Regions from separate parts of the Gossypium hirsutum genome. Here all the other regions are linked to region 1. Evidence: chromatin contacts called from public Hi-C data. All regions are on one chromosome and are shown on one strand. Each heading gives the region's core, a stretch centred on a gene start, on an enhancer-like site or on the middle of the called end of the contact. The rest is flanking DNA. Distances are from core to core; before and after follow the strand shown.

Region 1 (3,165 bases), core at 74-2,573:
TGCAAAATGAATTTGTTATGAAGTAAGCAATACCTGCACTTCAGACATATCCACTTAGTCTGCAAATTGAGAATTGATGATTTTGGATACACTTTCAGCCAGTTCACTAGACTGTTGAAAAAGTAGATGTGGGTTACTAAAATTCTAAAATCAGTTTTGATTATCAATGTAAGCATGAATCTAAGTTTGTCTATAACTAGAATACACGGGCATGATGTACATCTATATCAATACATAATACACGGGCATGGTACTTCAGAAGCTATCAATATATAATACACGGGCATGATACTTCAGAAGCTCTAAGATTCCCAAAACCAAGTCATTGATGTAACAAAAGCCAGATGCCTCACACTTTTTGGCATGATGTAAACCACCAGCCCAATTTATAGCAATATCACATAACTGATTGTTTAATCTTCTTGCAGCATCTGCCAACCATGACAATCAATTACAACTGAAAATGCACAAATCAAATTAAGAGAAACAACCTACCATATCAAAATTTACCTATTGTCCCACCAGTATAAATTTGACAAAATTCAAACAAGTTTTCAAACACAGGGCAATCTTCTCCAAGATTGTCTGGGAAGAAGAAAATAGAAAAAGATAGAAATCAAACTCCAAACCCATATACATCAGAAAAAGCATAACCTAATCCTTTCTCCATATGATATTTGCATGTTCATTGGAACGGGTAAAATACAGATGACAATTTAGGGGAAAGAATAAGAAAATAGACAGCGAAGGGAAGAAGACTAAAACAATAGCTAATAATTGATCGGAGCCTCGCCGTTTCCACAATCGCTGGGCTGCACGGTGGGAGATGTGCTCATTTCTTTGCAAAGCTCTGCTTTCGACATCAATTTCTCCATATTTTCATACACATGCAAATTTGCCACACTCAAAATCCAAAAACAGAGAGTATTCTATGCGTTTTATGGAAAACCCAAGAAGATTTTGTTTTGAATGATAGTGGAAGTGGGAGGAGATTTTCGTCTAAAAAAAAATAAGCTGTTACGAGAGCCATTGAATAGGCATTCAGCGCTCGACCCTCGGAATGGTTATGCAGCATTTACGTGTAATAGAGCCCGCACGGAATAGATATTCGACGGTCAAATTTCAACCAAACAAACAGATCACTGTAGGGTGTGGAATAAGGGCGGAATGGAATGGCCATTCCGTCGAACCAAACATGCTGTTAAACTCATTGTCACTCAAACCTCTCGCTCAACAGTCCCTACAAGTCTGATTACCATCACACTTCAAGCTCTCCATTCCTTTCTTACCAAAACCGAAGATTCCAAACCCTCAAAATAACCTAAATTTTTTTATTTTAAATATTTTAATAAGTTTTGTAATTAAAGAAAATAATATAATTTTCTATGACCTTTTTGTATTTAATTTTTCTATAATTTATTATTTTTATATTTTTCTTAATAAATTAATAATATTTTATAATATATATTATTTTTATATATTTATATTATTTTTATAATATTTCTAAATTTTTTATACAATTTTAATAATTTTTAGAATTAAATAATTAAAAAATAAATTAAACCTCACAAAATAATTTAAAAAATCAATTAAGCCATCCACATTAGTACTTTTCTATGTCAACTGTCATAATGTTGCCTACATAAGGATATGGGGACTGAGTAAGTAAAGCTAGACACGGAGGGCCTAAATTAATGTAGAATCGTCACTAACCAATTAAGGCTAGGTTGGTTAGCCACCTATTGTCTAAAAGTTTAGAATTAATACTACGAAAAATCCTAAAAGTTTAGACTTGATGTCATCACCAAATTTTGGGTTTGGGAGTATGGTTACGTGTGGGGAAGATTATAACACCCCCACAATGCTTATTCGGGGATAGTCCTACAGGGTCTTAAGAGCTAGGTTTTATTTATTTAAGCATATTAATGTTTTAATTTAGGCTAAAATCTTATGAAAATCTTAAATAAAAACTCTAAAGAAAATTCTTTCGGTTTACTCGTAACTTGATTAAGATGTATTCACCAATTTATCTAATTTGAAACTTAAATTAGAGATTTTTATTTTTAACGAGAACCCTAAACGATACCTAAATAATTTACCTTCAATTCCTAGAATTAATTCTATTTTAGAATTTTAAAAAAACCACCTAGAAATTACTAATGAGTTAAGAGAAATATTAAAATCCATCTAAAACTTATTCGATATATTATTATTATTTAAAGAATTAATTAATAACGTTGAACCTATGAAGATATTATGAAAGTATCCTATGCCGAGTTTGTGATTTATCTTACTTTAAAATTCTTGATCTAAGATTTAAGTTCACCAAAATCCTAAAATAATATATCTTAAATAACATTTATTAGCTTTCTTAAAAAAGTTTCTAAAACAAAATACTTACAAAGACCTACTCATGATTTACAATTCACTTACAAAAATCTTTAGTTTTAGTCTTGAATAAAGTCCTAAAGAATATTTATATATTAATTTAAGATTCTAATCCTATACGATATTTAAAATTAGTTCAAAAACCCTAAAAAATATCTTACATGTTATTTATAATTTTTCTAGGATAAATGGTAGATAGGATCTTAAAGACTTAACTAACTTCATGTTAACAATTATAGGATGGAAAAAATGAACTAAAATTTCCTCTTTTAAAACGAATAGTAATAAAATAGAAAAATTAATTAAATTGACTAAAGTTGATGAAAAGTTAAAACTCTTTCAGAAAATGACAATAATAAAAAAGAAAATTTAAATAAATGAAATAAATAAATAATAATAAAAATAATACACACTATTCATAATACAATAAAAGAATCAAAGTAACATAAATAAATAATATTAAAATGTATGTAAGGGGAATGTGTAAAAAAAACATAAATATAAATGGACATGAAAATAAATAAAGAATAAATAAGAATAAATAAAAATTATACAAGTGTGAGTAAATATAAAAAATTAAAATAAAATGCATAATTGACATTAAATATATAATGTATAAATGCAAATGAAAGGGAAGATATAAGTGTAAATAATTTATTAAAGATGGAAACAAAATAATATAGCTTGATTTTGGGACTAAAAGATAAAAAAAAATGTAGAAGACAGATGACTGATGTAGCAATTAATTTACTTTTAATTTTGAAATTTCAGATTAAA
Region 2 (3,115 bases), core at 177-2,676, 190 kb before region 1:
TCAGGGTTTTTTTTTCTTTTAGTTATTGGTGGTATTAAAATTTAATATTTTGATCACTCTTTCATTAAATTACTAAGAGAATGTCTATGTGACTTTTTTATTGGCATAATAACAAATTTAGCCTTCTAATATTTATAGATTCTATTAATTTGATTCTAATTCTAAAAATTTCAACAAATTTTATCCTTAATTTTATACATTCTAGTAATTTAATATTGATTCTTAAAAGATAAAAAATAAAATTTTTAAACTTTAAAAATATAAAAAATATTTAACAATTCATTTTTCGATAAAAATACATAAGATTTATAAAAAAAAACACATAGAATTATAAATAAATGAATATCTATTATTTTCTAACATGAAATTTATTTATTAAAACAATAATTTTATAAATAAATTAATTTTTTAAAAATCCACAATCTTTTTCATTTTTTAGTTTTATTTATTATACATCCAGCCTTGTTCTTTAGTCCTCACAAAATTTATTGACTAAGGGGTCCACTTTCACCCACAATCACCAACACTAATAACTCTTACTCCGAACTCTTTGATTTCCACATCCATTGTTGTCGTGCCATAGAACTAGGAATTTGTTGTAGAGCTACTAACATAACACAACCTCATCCTCATTCATATATTCCCAATCATACTTGCCCTCAAGTAGAATCTCAAAGGCAACAAACTATTTTGGGAAACAATCTAAAGACATTGATTTTTATCCTTTTCAATCTTAGTTTGTAGTTTTTGACCCAATCTGAATATAATGGTGGTTAATGTTGAAAGAAAAGGGAAAAATTGACTATGCCTAAGTCTTCTTCATAATTTTTCTCCCTTAAATTATTTTATTTATATAATAATTATTTTAATAAATAAATGTGATGTTAGAAAGTGAGAAAAGTAGATAATTATTTATAATTATTTTATAATTTTATGTATTTTCATGGAAAAATAAACTTTTAGATAATTTTTAATTTTTAAAATTTAAGAATCATGATTAAATTGACAGAATGTAAACCCTATATGATGGTTTGATGGTCAAAAGTGTTTACTGCCTCAAGTGTGGCTTCGACTAGAGTCGTGTTAATCGCGTTTGTTATGCAGCTTTACTCTATTATTATAATTCACTAAAAAAATTAACCGAATGTATAAATGTGAGATCTAAATTTATTATTTTATCAATAGAAAAAAGGCACGCCAACATTCCGATGAAAATATTAAAATTTGATAATGAAGAATTTTAAATATGTTAATAGTTGGATGAGAATTTATAAAAATTAAAAGCTGATGGGAAATGAGATGGTTATAATGCAGACATAAGTCGTTGTTGAGAAGAAAGAGTTTGATTGGCCATTGAGATCCATCCATGGCATTGGCCCATACCCATCTGACCTAACCATTTCAAGTTTGAACTGTACACCTCTCAGCCACATACTTTTTATTTATATCTTATCCCCTTTCTCTCTCTCTCTCTCTCTCTCTCTCTCTCTCATCATTATTTCGGAACTCTTTTCCCCACCACCTACGCTTTTGCTACCTATCTCTACCATAACATGCCCCCACCCTTTCTTTCTTTATTTTTGCCCTAATTGTCAAACAGTACAATTTCACCCTTGGCCACTAACAATCTTCAAATGATTTGCTAATTTGTTGGTTTTAACTAAAACTATGAGAAAAAATTAAAAATTTCAACCAAGTCTTTGTTTGTATTAGCAAAAGCAGAAGCCCATATTTGAATTAAATGTTTTTTTATGGCAAAATTGATTTGAGTCATCACGTTTTCAAATGAAACGTGTAAAGAAATTAATTTTAGGAGGGGAACAAAATGCATGCACCTCTGCCCTCTGCATTATTAATATCACAACTTTTTATTTTGACTAACTCTTAAATACACCAAGCTATTACTTTCTATCATATTTTGACCAAAGATAATCCTAGGACATTGAAAATTTTGGTTCAATTCCAATTTGTGATTAACTTTATAAGTTGTATCAATTTTCTAAAAAAAAAAAAAACCCAAGGTGGAAAAGGTTAGAACTATCAACTATCCATTGAGTTGCGCTGTAATCTGATTTTATAAAAAGAGAAAGAAATCTTCTGAAAAAAACTTGAATTTACTATTTATTAATATTAAAAATTTCAAATTAATTTTATTAATATTTATACGAACTCCATCGGAAGCTTACAGGGCGGAGAAAGAGGGATTAGGAGTAGGACCCACAAGTGGTGTGCGAAGAGTGGGTCCCTATCGCCGCAACGGTGCACATGAGCCTACGTCCGATGCCTTTTCCCAACTCCAACTACCACCCCAAAAGGGAGGAGTTGGTACCCTGTGGGACACACACACAATACCTTTTCCTTTTCTTTCCATTTCACTCCCATCTTTTCCCCCTAATTACAAACCTACCATTCCATTCTCACTTTTTTTAAATTATTAATTACTAGTAATTCTATTTCATGCACGTCGGTATACAAAATAAATTGAAAATAACATTAAACAAACAATGAAATATATAATCTAAAATTAATAATAATAACATAGCATGTTATGGTTTTGTACTTCAATTATTTTTTAACTCGAATTATCATTTTTCTTAGCATGTAAAAATATTATCATATTAGGAAGTATTGTTTAATATGTTATTAAATGTTAAAATATTATTATATTGGTGATAGAAAAATTTGACATTAAAATAGAGTCATAAAAAATTTATGTAATAATTAAATTATAGGTTGATAAATATTTCTTTAAAAATAGACATATAACCATTTATTTGTAAAGTAAATAAAAATTTTATCATCCATACATCAAAAAGTTAATTAAACGATAATTGGAAATTGAAGCATAAAAATGTTCTAAGATGATTTGATCTTGTGATTGACACTCTTTGGATGATTATTTTTCTTTAAAAAAATAATCATATTATATATATATAAAAGGGTCAAAACCCAACCCTTTATTACTCATTTAGATGATAACATCCTCTATTTATACTAATTTCAAAAGTTTTGAGCATACTATATTCAATACAAGTGATATTAAGAAAGAATAATCAACCACCAAAAATAATTTGTGATAAAATTTGATACAAGTGATATTAAGAAAGAATAATTT
Region 3 (3,314 bases), core at 4-2,503, 240 kb before region 1:
ACTCAATTGTCGCAATGATGATTTTTTTTTTTTCACCATGGTTGGTAGGAAGAGCCCAATAATATTCAATCCCCAAGTTGAGAAAGGTCAAGAACTAGAAATGCTTTGCAAGGGTTTGACTACCATTTGGGGAATAAGCGAGAGGACTTCTAACAAGGCTCACATTTCAGCATGAAGGATGACACATCTTTTTAATGGGTGTGCCAATAGTATACCTGTTGGAAGATCTTTCGAGCAATGGCTTTGGTACCCGGATGGTTCTCACCTATTCCTTCTCACAATTCTCACATCGCATACTCAGCTTTAGAAGGACCCAAACATCTCAAAACTAGTTGTAGATATCCTTTCTTATACAAGACCCCATCAATGAGTAAATAACGAGAGGCCAAGCAATGAAGCCTATTACGCTCTTTAGGATCGGAAGAAGTGTTATCACAAGATTAAGAAGATAACTAGGGGAGTCATCTAGGTATCTTCAGATTCAATACTAAAAACCTGGCCCATCGTCTCAACTAGGGCGTTCATTGTGCTTAAGTAACATTTTGTCCACTGCACAATCTCAACAATGGAAACTAATCTAGATAGGAAGTCAACTCGAGTATTCTCAGCATGGGATATCCTATCAACTTGAATCTCCAGATTCTTCTTCAGTAAGCTCATTACTAAGGAGTAATATTTGGATAAGGTGGGCTCTTTAACCTCGTACTCTCCATGGATCTGTTTGGTTACTCACTAGGAATTAATGTAAACATAAAGCTTCTTGACCCTTAATTTTTGAGCCAATTCTAACCTGACAATGAGTGCTCAATATTTCGTAGCGCCATTAAAAATGGAAAAGGCAAACAAGAAACCATACTACCATCCATTACCTTCAGGATTAGTCAGCAATATACCGACTCTGAAATCATTCTTCAATGAACTATCGACGTGCAAGATATAAGTTTTATTATTAGTGGGAGGGTGACCGCCTCCGAATGTACCAACGTACAGAGTAAAAATCTTACATAAAATATATGAAAGGTAATATCCACAAGTATAGGGGTCATGTTCTAGGGTTAGGTCACTTCACAATTCCCCCCAAAAATCTCTTTGTTTTCCCTCCTCCATGCTACAAAACTTACTCTGCACATCTAATTTTCCTGAACCATCAACGCTATCTCATAACAACAATTGTGAGGTTGGGTCATATGATACCCATTGGCCCATTGCGATTTTGTTTCCCAAATATGTGGGCCCATAACTTTTTCACTTTCCCTCCAAATTTCCATCACATTAAAGATAGGCCATAATTATCGGCCTCCCATCACTCACGTCATACCCTATTTACTCCTTCCTTTGCCGTCATTTTATTTTACCTAACCTCTTCAATTCTTTTACAGTTACCTTAAATTTTATTTCTCTCCATGTTTATTTGTGCTTTCTTCAAACACTGTAGATTTTTTTCCTTCCTTTTCTACACAAACTTTTACCTTAACTTTCCATAATGGCTAGACGATCTATCCTTCAATCATCTACTATGCCACCTCGCACTTTCTTTAACACTGCGGTAGAAAAGCGATACCAGAACAACATCTTCAAGCGACTTTTTTGTTTGGAAGAAGGCTTTCTTTTTAAATAGAGCCTTTCATGGGATACAATGCTTCCATTTCTTTTATCATTAAGCAACATGGATGGAAAATTTTTTGTTTGCATTCGAAGGATATGCTGACCAAGATTGTTTGTGAGTTCTATGCTCACCTTACTTCCTCAAATGTTGTTTTTATATATGTGCAAGGAGTTTTGGTCTTATTTGATGTGGACACGATAAATGCTCGGTATGGTCTTTCTGATATCCAATGCGAGCATACCGAGTTTGTTGTAACCATCATTGTTGATAGGTTAACTTAGGTTCTTTAAGACTTATGTGTGACAGGAACTAAATGGACGGTGTTAAGGAAAGATTATTACCCCGTGGAAAGGGCATCTTTGAAGCCCAAGTGCAGGGTGTGGTATCACTTCTTTAAGGCGCACCTACTCATTTCGACCCATAACTCAACAGTTTCTAAGGAGCGGATGTTGCTGCTCCATTCTATCATACAGAGTAGGAAAATTAATATGGGTAAGATTATATTCAACAAAGTACACTAATGTGCACAAAAGAATATCAGGAATGTGAACTTTCCTTATTTAATCACCGCGCTTTGCCAGCGTGTTAATGTCTCAGTCCAAGCTAATGATGATGTCGTCCCAAATAAAGGGGCCATTATAAGGTTGATTATTGCAAAGATTTTTGGGGAGGATTTGCCACGAAAATAACCTCTTAGTTCAGCCTCAACATCCTTTACGCTAATATTTGCCACTGCAACCACATCCACTTCTAACAGTTTCTTTGAGCAATAAGTGCTCAGTTCATTGGCGAAGTTACAAAAGCAAACTAATCTTTTCAAGACTCAGCAACTTCAGCTTACTGCGGATTTGGCAAAAGTATGGGACAAGTTGGCTCTGTACTAGGCCTATGTGGAGAGGAGGGAAACTACTCTGAAAAGGTCCCTTCAAAAGAATTTCACTAAGTCAATGCCTGCTTTTCCCGACTTCCTTAAGGAATTGCAGAAAATTGTAGTAGAAGGGGTTGGTAAAGTCCAGCCAATTGAAACAAACCCTGTTCCCAAGACGTTGCTACTGCAGAGAAAGAAAACAAAGAACCAGAGGCAGAAACAGAGAAAATGAAATTAGTCAGTATTGTGACTAATTGTAAGGAAGAAGAAAATTATTGATGAAATCATCAAATCTGATGATGAACAAGAAGATGTGTCACTCCAATCATTGAAAAGGAAAATGTGTTACAAGCACAGTGCACGCAAATCCACCTGCAGAAAAGAATGAAATAACCATACAAGCTCCAAGCCAGGGAAGTTTTCTTCATTTTCTTGCATCATGCGTTCCAATTTTTTTTTTTTTTTTGCCATAACATTTGTTTTACTTATATATCTTCTTGTGTTCATGTTTCATGCCTATACATGCATTGAAGACAATGCACCATTTAGGTTTGGGGGTGTATTAAGCATTTAAGGTGCATTTTCTATTTAGTAAACATTTTGTTTATATTTAGTAAGCATGTTCATTTTAGTGAATTTTCTTTTTCCACGTAACTGATAATGACTGTTTCGACTATGACGAGTAAAACTTTTACTTGTGATGTTCAATGATGAGCTTAAATTCTTCAATAAATCTAAAACATGTGACAGTGGATTAGATAAATTTAGCTTAGGTGAGGTTACTTGGAAATTAATTCCTAAACATGAGATGTCCTAACTTCAGTTAGTTTTGGACTATAG

Evidence for each region. A called contact is a pair of places that touch in the nucleus more often than the background predicts.
Region 2: a Hi-C map of leaf shows a contact between it and region 1, with 4 times the contacts expected there. The contact joins the enhancer-like site here to the promoter of LOC107932514 in region 1. A contact is called at or near these places in 5 of 34 Hi-C or Micro-C datasets (all in leaf).
Region 3: a Hi-C map of leaf shows a contact between it and region 1, with 1.8 times the contacts expected there. The contact joins the enhancer-like site here to the promoter of LOC107932514 in region 1. A contact is called at or near these places in 3 of 34 Hi-C or Micro-C datasets (cotyledon and leaf).

The regions. Positions count from the first base shown.
Region 1 is chrA12:6,632,600-6,635,764 of Gossypium_hirsutum_v2.1, reverse strand. LOC107932514 (DNA repair protein recA homolog 3, mitochondrial) reads right to left here and starts at 1,323. Exons shown (of 7, transcript XM_016864583.2): 1 at 511-1,323; 2 at 34-111.
Region 2 is chrA12:6,823,657-6,826,771 of Gossypium_hirsutum_v2.1, reverse strand. No RefSeq gene overlaps it. Among protein-coding and RNA genes, the nearest start is that of LOC107932580, 28 kb to the left of the region's middle. Within about 2 kb of position 1,426, at least 3 of the 9 cell types and tissues checked have an H3K27ac peak or open chromatin away from gene starts, as enhancers often do. A contact at or near this core is called in leaf, where this site is marked.
Region 3 is chrA12:6,867,855-6,871,168 of Gossypium_hirsutum_v2.1, reverse strand. No RefSeq gene overlaps it. Among protein-coding and RNA genes, the nearest start is that of LOC121210844, 4.7 kb to the right of the region's middle. Within about 2 kb of position 1,253, at least 4 of the 9 cell types and tissues checked have an H3K27ac peak or open chromatin away from gene starts, as enhancers often do. A contact at or near this core is called in cotyledon and leaf, where this site is marked.